Linked DNA regions of Mus musculus: region 1 is linked to region 2. Evidence: chromatin contacts called from public HiChIP or PLAC-seq data. All regions are on one chromosome and are shown on one strand. The core of a region is the stretch at or near the end of the contact, and the rest is flanking DNA. Distances in the headings are between cores, read along the strand shown. Region 1 has its middle 80 kb from the start of Lpin1. Region 2 has its middle 97 kb from the start of Gm48606.

Region 1 (5,127 bases), core at 1,415-3,914, 370 kb after region 2:
TCACAGCTACACAACACGAGGCCTTTGCTGTTCAGCCCCATGTCAGCTAATAGGGGCCCTGGAGGCAGTTTGCCCTGCTCAGCTAGAGGGAAAATCATCACACAGAAAAATCAGCTCCACCTGTCAGTTGTGGTTCCAAAGACAGGCAGCCCTTCCCTTCCCCTCTGCTAAGCGGCAAAGCCTCTCTAGTTGACATTTTTTTTGAGAGATGGATTGAGACTGACATTCTAAGCATGAGAGCAGGGGAAGTTACAGACCAAAAAATAATAATGATAAAGCAGACTCAGCCCTGGAAAAACACAAAGCACCATATGTCTACAAATAAATTAACAAGCCGGCGCTGGGAGACGTCTCAGTCAGTGAAGTGCCTGACTGCAAGTGTGGAGACAGGAACTCCAAAGGAACTCCAAAGGCACCGCGGAGGCAGGAGGATCCCCGGGGCTCACTGGTCAGCCAGTCTAGGGGAAGTAATAAGACTCATAGTTCAGTGAGCAACGATGTCTCGAGAAGTCAAGCAGAGAGGAGCAGCGGAAAACCCCAATGGCATCTATGTGCACAATATACTCACCTCTATAGACATATATACTCACTCCACCTGGACAGCACAGAAGAGCTGACCCTAGCAGTGGGGGCGCAGGTGAGCCAGCCTGAGGGGGGGGGGGAGCGTGGAAAAGCTGGCCCTGCCACTCATCTGTCTGCCACGAGGTGGTGTGTGTGCAAGGGTGACACTCCATGACGGCCCCTCACTACCTGCAGCAGTCAGGAGAGCTGGCCCTGTTCTTCCCAGGCTGAAGCACTTGGGAGACCAAGACCCTGCACCTGACAAGCAGGGCTCGTTGCATCCTTATTAGCTACCGCTGTGGAACTTACCCATTTACTTAAAACTGAGTGTCAGGGATGCCCAGAGGGCCACCTCAATGACAAACCTCTTTCTACCCCACTCTCCATTGGGAAGCATCATGAAGCAGTATAGCTTGTCTTTCTTCCTGAGGAGCAGGGCCCATAACTCCTCCCAGGACAGCCACTCCTGGAATGGCTCTTCACAAGGAACCCAGTACAACCTGGAAGGAGCTGCAACCCTCGGGGTTGATGGACTCACATTACCTGATGGTTACAAGTGCCCTCTAGAAACCAAGACTTCCAGAACCGTGAGACTTAACACTTTAGGGATCAGGAAAGCCCAATATGGTTGCTGAATGACAAGGAGCAGGCCACTCTTATGTCACCTTTTAGCTCCAGGCTTCATAGATCTACAGTGTGTCTCACCTGGGAATTTCTGTGTCTGTTTTCTTACCCCCCTACTCCACCTTTGGCCAGAGGCTCCTGGAGGACAAAGTCCATTTTTGCATGTTTCTGTGTATATACTAAGAGAAGTCCTATTGTCTGGCATAGAGGATGGGGGATGGGTGGAAGGAAATGTCACTTTCTTATGTATGGCTGTGATGTGTGTTTATTTGTACACAGGCACACATGTGTGCATTGCGTGTGCATGTGCATTTACATGTGCAACCTCGGGTATCATTTCTCAGATACTCTCTCCCCTTGTTTGTTTTGGGGATTTTTTGGTTGTTTAGTTGTTTGGGGGTTTTGTTGTGTTTTGTTTTGTTTTGTTTTGTTTTGTTTTGAGACAGGGTAGTTCACTGGAACTTGCCAAGTAGGTTAGACTAGTTAGACAATGAACCCCAGTGAGACAGAACCTTTTTCTGCCACCCCAATGCTGGTATTAGAAGCAAGAGCCACCAAGCCCTGCTTCTTTTCCCATGAGTTCTGGGGGTAAAATATAGTTCCTTGTGCTTATAAGACAAGCACTTTACTGGCTAATCTGTCTCTAAGTCTTAAAGATACTTTCTTATGCCATGGCTAACACATTTTTGGAACATCTGCCCTATTTTTTAAATACCAACTACAGTCCTGATACTGAATACTGAGTCAATAGGTCAGAGTGTCCCATTGGGACCAGCACAGGATACCTGCAAAACAAAAGTGGGAAGTAAAGAGCCAGCAAAGTTAAAAATATTATGACAGTCCATCTGTGGTCAGAAAGAGAAAAGGCATGGTGATACTGGCCTTTCCAAGAGACTTGCTTGGCCCTTGGGAAAATCGGGTCTGAAGTCAAGACCCATTTCCCTGCTGGGCAAAGCTTTCTTTACTTGAAAATCAGAGCAGACAGATCCTCAGTAGAGGCCACAGACAAAAAGTAGGTTTCTGTCCGAAAGGCCAGGAGTTCTTCGGGCTTGGAGCTGGGGGAGAGAGCGCTTGTAGAGAGTATGCATGGCTGAGGGTGTGTTCTCTGAATGTCTTTCCTTGGCTAGAAAGAACCTGGAGGAGAAGCAGTCGGGAAACATTTGGGAAAGGTCTAAAGTCACAAAGGAGTCCAGGAGTCCTCTGTGCAAAGCCAGTAGGCAGCCCATGAGGCATTCACAGGAAACAAAGAGAGAGAAAAAGAGGTCAAAAGAGCCCTCCAACCCTGCATTCATCATTCAGTTCGATCTTCAAGGAATCTGCTGACTGACACAAATTGTTTTATGTGACTTTCTGCCTGGGACCTGAAAGGACAGGCCCCTCCCAAGAAGGAGAAGATGGGGCTGAATGGGGGCGAGGCCGCGGGGGCGGGGGAGTGGAGAGACACAGGAAGCCACGACCTTAGTTCCCACGGGGGTGTTGGGCGCCATCTACTGGTAATCAAAAGAACCACTCATACCTTTTGAAGAAGGCTGTTTCTTAGAAGTGGGTATGTATGCAAAGGGAAACAGAGCCTTTCTCACTGTAGGGAGCCAGCTCTGCCTCCCCTGAGCGTGGTCTCCCGACACATAGCAATTATTCTACAATGAGAATCCAGGGTTCAAAGGCCATAGTTAGTCTGCCAAGAGCAAGAATGTGCACACTGATTGCCGCTAAGAGTACCACTCCTTATCCTAAATTCAGTAGCTGAAAGTCTTCCTGCAACATCGCTTGCCTTGTGAGTGGTTGAATGTGGCTTGAGTAACTGGTTCTTTTGTCATACAGCTGTAAGAATCCAGCAAAAGAGGCAAAAGTGAATGCAGAGATGTGAACAGTAGCTGCAGCAGCAGGCGGCTCTCAGGATGCCCGGGGCATAGCCACCCCTGTGCCTTTTTCATCTACAGCATGACAAACATTTCAAAGTTCAGGGCTGATTTCACTCCTTTCTGACCCCTGCCCTGCACTCGGCTATCCTAGACAAGTTAAAGAAAGGAGAAAGAACAAATCAAGCTGGCTAAGCTGGTTTCACACTTCAAAGACCCTTGAACCAGTCTGAGGTGACAGGTAACAGACCACCACTAAAGCTGTGAAGGAGCATTGAGAGTGTAATACTTTATTCCAGCTGCTTCATTGTCTCCTGGCTGGGAGCAAGACCCTCATTGTCTCAAAAGTCCTGTGATATTTGAGCCTACCTTGCCTCTGTTTGGCTGTACCAACCCCTCCAGCCAATCTCCTCCCCACCCGCCTCCCTTCACCCAGTGCCTTCCATCATGTTGGTCCTTCTGCACACAGCCAAAACCACGGCCACTGCCTTGGTCATGGTGTCTTTTCACAGCAATAGGACAGTGTCTAAGACACCTGCCCACCTCAATTAGCAATCAAGACAATTCCCAAAGATATGACCACAGTCCAAGTACCCCAGTAATTGATCTCAATAAGTTTTCTCATTAATCCCTCTTCCTGAGTAATTTCAGGTTGTCAAACTACAATGGAAATAACTACTGACCTGAGATTTTCACCTCTGTCCTAAGACTCCAAGACTTCCATTGCAATGGCCCCTCCAGGAAGGGAAGAAGACACCAAACATTGCCAAGCGTCAGCAACAACACACCTGTGGCTTTAGCTGCTCCTGGGCAAACATTTGCATCCTTTTCTGACAGAGAAAGAGAGAAGCTCCAAGAGGGAAAACCAGTGGCCCAAGAACATGCTGCTTGCCAGTGAGCATCAGGGCTCTCTCCAGCCTTGTAGTGCAATGAGCCTGCCCCCTGCACTGCTTCATGAGGGCAGGAGGCCAAGAAGATAGGCTGACCCTCTTCTTGCACTCTAAATGACTTCTTTCCAACTTGTAGTCATGCCGATGAATGACATTAACTCTGCTTTAGGATTTGTGGGTTCCTTCATGTATTCAAACGGACATAGCAGAGAAGAAGGCTGCATGTGTATATGTTATTTGCTCACTAATCACTCATACTGTGTGCCCTGCAGACCACAAGACACTGCCTGTCTTATCCTAGGCACATCACAGGGAACAGGGGACAGAACTGCCCGTATCTGGACCAAAAGGCAGTTCCCCAGGCAGTTAAGGTTGACAGTAAGTGTGCTACTTATTTTAATAGACCTCCGAAAAGGCATAAAGGCAAGACCCTATTGTGCCACCTGTTAGACCAAGTTTCAGCCTAGCAATTGCTTGTCCTGCTCTCTGGGCCAGCTCTATCCTGGCTGTCTCAGAAATACCTCATGTTATGAGCCCAAAGACACTTCATCCTGTGGATACAGAGAAACAGGAGACTCCCGATGCATGATTTCCAATAGAAAACACAACCCAGACACATACAGGAACTCCCTTCTACAGAGCAAAATCCCAGCTATGGTAGAGGTGTTTGCACCTGTATTCTTCAATTTCTGATCCAGTAAAAAAAAAGGATCAGGGTGTGTGTGGCTGCTGGGTATCAGGTCTTCTGTCCTAGGCAAGGGAGTTCCAGCAGAAACAAAAATGAATAAAATCATCTGGCCACAGGTAACTTGAAAACAGACAAAAACAAACAAATGAGCAAACAAAACAATGACATACAAACTGAGAGGGAAAAGCCATTGATCTACCACTCAGAAGTGAACCCTGAAGGCTGCAAGACCAACCTGCCAGGCAAGCCATACCCACTGGCACAATAGTGGCATGAAAGTTATGGGGGTAACCAACCACTTTCTGATTAGAGCTGAGCCAGGTACAGAGGAAGGAATTCATGCCTGCCTCTATAAACCTGGCCCAAAGCCCCATGGCTTGGAAGGTCACAGGTCCTAAGGGGGAACCCACCACTGCTGTGTTACAGAATGTACGTGTCATCAAACTTCCTCATAATATTTGTGTGTGTGCCCTTAAGATGGATGGGTCAGTGTTGCCCTCGACCT
Region 2 (5,614 bases), core at 2,673-5,172:
ATTTGTAACTAGTTTGGGGGCTGATTAAAAGGAGAACATTGCTGAGCAAATTAACTGACAAGTTTTTTCAAGGAGTATAAAGAGGAAACTCTGCAGTGCCTGTGTTCCCAAACTGAGGCTTGAGTGTCAGTGTCACAGAGAAGTGTGATGTCAGGTGCACCATTTCCTCTGCAGCTCCTGAGTGCCATTGTCACATTCGCACTTGCAAAGAAGGGACCATTTTTCTTCATCAGGACACTTCCCACTAAAGGACAATGCATGACCTTGATGTGGCAGATTCAGCATTCTCCATATTCTTGCAAAGATCACTAGAAATTATGATAGTGCCAAGGATCCAGAAGTCCTGATCTTTGAAATATATCCTATTGTTTGTAACTGAAAAAGAAATTTAAGTGTCAAAGTTGTCATTGATTTTCTTCCTGTTTTTTCTTGGATCCAGGAGATAAAGGAGCTATTGACACAATGCCTTTGCTTAGAAGCCAACATCATCACCATATATGGTGAGATTTGAGCCAGGTAGACAGATTATTATGGGCTAATATTCTTTTCTAAAAAAAAAAATCATAAAATCAAATTAGACTAGTCTATTATATCAGTTTCTTATAATCCCCCAAACATGCTTTTTGTAGTATCATTGTCAATATTAAGCTTTGATACAGTACATGGTCAATGGTATTCTTGTGTGATAATTTCAGTGGACCATATCTTTGTTGGCAGTGTAGCCTTTGAATTATCTGCTACCAGGTTTACTGGTAATGCTTGATGCTGTTGCTTGGTGGCTGCAAAGCAACCCTGCACAGAGAGCTATTTCATCACGAGCAATATGAGAAGTCACCAGCGGAAGACATCCCCACCCCAAGCATCCTGTGATGAAGGATAACATTCATCTCAAAACAACGCAGTCACAGGACACAGCACCAAGGCAGGAAGTGGAGCTACTCTTGCAGATGGTTGGTTCAGCCTCACACCATCTGTGGAGGAGCACTAGTTATTAGTCAAGCTAGAAATGCCTTAGACAGCTGGAAGAATGAGCAGTGGGCTGGTTGATGAAAGTTCACCAGTCTTGAAATGGAGGGTCCCAGTGCCTACACACAGCACAATTACCTAGATAAATATGAACAAGACATGTTTCTTGTTGAGTCAGCTCTTCTGCAGGGGAAAGGCTAGAACTAGAGTCTCCCTTCAAGGAAGGAACTGTGTTATGTATATAGCTGAAAACATTAGCAGTTTTCACAGCTATTTCGTATAGAGAGTGTCAAATACTCACTCAGGTTAGCACTCTCAGTCCCAGTCTCTGCCATGCTACCTCCACTACACTCTCCTGGGTCAACTAAGAACATGTCTATGAGTGTAACTGCATGTGGGCTGTGGGATTATAAGAAACTGATACAATAGAAAAGGCTGCATGTGTGTTTGTTTTACTGTCCTACTCCCAAGTCTTGAAGTTCATGGTAATATTTGAATATCAGATTTCAAATTTACAGTATTTCATTGGGCCACACATGTTATGTAACTGATTCTGCCTTTATTGTATGGTTCTTGACAATCAAGCCTCATAATGGGAGGCATTTCAAAGATCAGACATTGTTCCAGGGTGCACTGTTTCATTCCACAAGATGGTGTGGACACAGTGAAGGGACAGGATGTAGGATAATTCATGTTGAACATGCATAGGTCAAAGACCATGGATGGTAGTCCATGGAAAAAGGAAAGGCACTCTCATGGTCCAGGGAGAACTAGGAACCAGCCTGTGGCCTGTGTTTACTTTGACATGCTTAAGAAAAATTTGTTATTATTGATTCAAGAAGACAGTTTCCTGTATACTCAGAGTAGGGTGTTCTTGGGTTTCTCTGGGACCCCAGGATAGTAATCACAGTATTCAAAAAGAGGTTGAGAAGGAATATGAAAACATCATCCAACTGATCACAGTATATAGAATCTCAAAGCCCTACTAGAGTTCTCCCAGGGTGGATACGTGGGGGAGCCTAGGGCTTCCTCGTGTCTCACACATGCTCTCTGTCTGAACTGTTAAGGAGAGGGCAGCTCAGCACCCCTACTGCTGAGAACAGTCAGAAGCAGCTGTCCATCCCTCTCAGAAATCTCTAGCAAGCTTCCTGACTCTCAGTCCTGGAGAGGTGACCCTGCCACAGAAGCAACACAGGCAAGGTACCAAAGAGGAAGTGGGTGCCGTTATGTACCTGTTTCTCTCTCTCTCTCTCTCTCTCTCTCTCTCTCTCTCTCTCTCTCTCTCTCTCTCTCTCTCCCTCTCCCTCTCCCTCTCCCTCTCCCTCCCCCCTCTCTCTCTCCCTCTCCCTCTCACCCCCCCTCTCTCACTCTCCCTCTCCCCCCCTCTCTCTCCGTATGTATGTGTATGTATGTATGTATGTATGTATGTATGTATGTATGTATGTTTGTATGTGTGTCTGTGTTATCCTGGGTCCACCTCATCCCTAGCTGTTACCATGGAAAGCTACTTTAGCTCTCAAAGTAGACTTTCATATATATTTGAATACTGAAAGAAACTGTTCATTTCTCATTCATTTAGATAACTGGTCTTTGAAAAGTTACCATTCAACCAAAAAAAAAAAAAAATGCTGGAGTGGTGGCACACGCCTTTAATCCCAGCACTTGGGAGGCAGAGGCAGGCTGACTTCTGAGTTCAAGGCCAGCCTGGTCTACAGAGTGAGTTCCAGGACAGCCAGGGCTATACAGAGAAACCCTGTCTCAAAAACAAAACAAAAACAAAACAAAAGAAAACAAAAAGTTACCATTCATGGAGATTTTTTAATTTCCCAAGGTCTTATACTGGAGCAGGTCCTGTGAGTGTGGGCATGCATGAAACAGAGAGAGAACAGACAGAGGTGGGGGGGAGGGGGAGGGAGAGAGAGAGAGAGAGAGAGAGAGAAGTGGTCATTTCTGGTATGGAATCAAGGTTCTTCTAAGCTCCATGGTCCTGTGTACATCTGTAGATGAGGCACTGCAGTGAACAGAGATGAGCATAGTTTATTGCAAATACCTAAAGATATCGTGAGAAGAAAAAGAAGGCCTCTGCCCCAATTCTCCATCCAAATTCTGCTCATGTTTTGTGGCAAATGCTGAAAGACTCCTGGTGGGGGAGAGTTTTCCCTAAGCGTCTCTCTAGCCTGGATTCTGTTCTTGAACGTTCACCCTGCAGTCAGGCAGGAGTGAGTGGGCCTGGATCACAGTGTTCAGTACCTCACAGGTCCAATCTGTGCTTAGTCTAGACAGACAGCTGGAGACTGGCAGCAGGGGATATCAGACACTCCAGGGTGGAGGGTGGGGGGCGTGCTGTGACAAAAATGTTCTCTTCTTGTCTTGCTGACTGCTGCCTCCGGAAGATTGTCTGGAGTAGCTGAGGGCTGAGACTCCTTTAAGATTCTGGGATCAAAGTTAATAATCTAAGAGATCTTTGTGGCTACTGGTGGTTTCTTTGTCCTGCCCCCAGTGTTCAGAATAGCAAAAAGTCAGACCTCTGGGGTGACACCTGTCATGCAAGCTTCCAGGGTGGGGCTCTGACCTTTTCAACTTCTCCTTTTTAATTCACAAATTCACTTGTGTGCCTGGTACTGGGAACCTCTGGAATTCAGTTCCTTTAGGATTTTGGCCTGCAGTGTTGTCTCAGCAGGTGCCAGTCAAATCCTTTAGAACCTGGCCCCTTCTTGCCTGCATTCTTATCTTTTCATCTGTCCTACACTTCATGCTTTGCCTTGTGGCAGCACCCCATGCTGTGTACCTTCCTTAATGGCATCCCTCCCCTCCACCCCACACCCTCTCCCACCCCTGTCATCAAGCGAACAGAATCCTCCAGCCCTACCCCACCCCCACCCTTAAGGCCATGCATATCTCTACATGGCCGTGACAAGGCCATGCATATCTCTACGTTGCTGTGACCCCAGGAGAGCACACCACAGCAGTGCTGTGATGCTTAAGCTTCGCCCCTTTCAGTTCCCTGTCGGCTTGCAGCCAGGACCTGAGCAGCTGTCTTTATCTTTTCAGACAGATCTGAAGCACAGTGTATACATTTAAAAGAAAACAAAACCTGACCATGTAGGCTCCTGTGGTTGGTTCTGAACCTCTGCCCTCACCACTGACTCTCAAGGGAAAAGCCAAGTTGGTCTGCCTACAACACCAGCCTAATTGTGTCACTGCATGCTTAGATCATTTTAGGAGCATCTCATGCTCCTTAGGTTAGAGTTCCAAATCCACCATCATGCCTGAAAAATCCTACTAGGCTTGACCTTCCCCCAATGCTCAGAACACCCTTAGCCCATATTCTTCTCTCCAGACACAAAACAAGCCACTTCAAGGTTAATAGCTTAATTAATATTGCTGATTGCATGATTAATACTTTGTGCCATTGATCTCTAGACTTATGAATATTCCATGGTCAGGTATGGGTCAAGAAACAGCTTTGATGACCTTGGTGGTCTCAAATGCCAGAGACTGGTTTGCTAGGATTCTGGCAAGGATGTCCTTAGAGAGATAATGGGGTCCTCCCTGATATTGTCAAGTATTCTGTAGTGGGATGTTCTGTTTTTCTTTTTAGATTATCAGCAATTTTGAAGAAAGGACACAGAAGAATGCTATGCATTTTGGTTTTTAATTACTATTGGCAACATCTCCCTTCATTCTACTGCCCAGAGATTCTGTTACTGTGATAAAGCATCTACAAAAATATCAAAGAATGGAAAGGGTTTTTTAGACTACAAGTCCAGGTTATATTCCATCATCAAGGAAAGATGAAGCAGGAATTCAAAGTAGCTAGTCACCAATTAAGGGCAGAGAAAAATCAATCCATCCTTTTGTATGCTTTTTTACTGGCTCTAGTTCTCTCTTCTTTGATACAATCCAGGAACTCCTTCCTAAGGAATAGTGCCATCCACAGTGGGTTGGGCCATCCTAAGTCATTAACAATCAAGATACTCTCCCACATGTATTCCTTCTGACCAACATGATGAAAGCAATTTCTCAAATGAGATTCTCTTTCCAGATAACTCTAGGTTGTATTAAATTGACAGGTAAAGCCAAGTAGAACAGAAAATAACATGACCAGCCCAGATCAAAGAATGGGAAGAGCCTACTACATCTACTGATGAGAAGAGCTACAACATTATATTACAAATGTCATAGGCTATATAAAAAGTGGGGGGAAAGACATCCGTATTTCCAATCAGTCTATGAGAGGTCCCATCCCTAGTGACTCTGATGTAATAATCAGAGCTAAGAATCAGCTACTTGGCCTGCATTCCAGATGATTCTCCTAATGTCAGTCAAGAACCAGCCTTTAAAAGAGCTGCTTATCCTCTAGTCAGACCATCTCCTTTCTGACCCCTGAGCAAAGCCCTGCTGTTTCTAGTGACATGGCTTTTGACACCCATAGTTTCTGCCACCTGATGCATTTACTTCTGTCCCTAACCTAGTGACTTCCTGCCCATGCCCCAGGTCTTAATTTTCTAAGATTCTTAAGACTAGGTTTGCCACATCCACTTCCCCTTTTAAATCTCTCTAATAACCTTTACATTTCTTCCAAATGTTTCGAATGGGTTGATTGCTTGACAGCTTCCCTCACCGACAGTAAGTATTACAAAGGTCA

Evidence for each region. HiChIP or PLAC-seq counts read pairs in DNA pulled down with a chosen protein or histone mark.
Region 1: a CTCF HiChIP or PLAC-seq map of pro-B cells shows a contact between it and region 2, with 7 times the contacts expected there. The contact joins two enhancer-like sites. A contact is called at or near these places in 1 of 39 promoter capture datasets (the C10 cell line), 3 of 15 datasets of contacts at CTCF or cohesin (the NIH/3T3 cell line, large pre-B cells and pro-B cells), 6 of 484 Hi-C or Micro-C datasets (B cells, centrocytes, cerebral cortex and 1 more), 3 of 115 datasets of contacts at active chromatin or transcription factors (embryonic stem cells and large pre-B cells) and 1 of 9 other capture datasets (embryonic stem cells).

The regions. Positions count from the first base shown.
Region 1 is chr12:16,506,902-16,512,028 of GRCm38.p6, forward strand. No RefSeq gene overlaps it. Among named protein-coding and RNA genes, the nearest start is that of Lpin1, 80 kb to the right of the region's middle. Within about 2 kb of position 2,665, at least 69 of the 459 cell types and tissues checked have an H3K27ac peak or open chromatin away from gene starts, as enhancers often do. A contact at or near this core is called in pro-B cells, where this site is marked.
Region 2 is chr12:16,132,554-16,138,167 of GRCm38.p6, forward strand. No RefSeq gene overlaps it. Among named protein-coding and RNA genes, the nearest start is that of Gm48606, 97 kb to the right of the region's middle. Within about 2 kb of position 3,923, at least 66 of the 459 cell types and tissues checked have an H3K27ac peak or open chromatin away from gene starts, as enhancers often do. A contact at or near this core is called in pro-B cells, where this site is marked.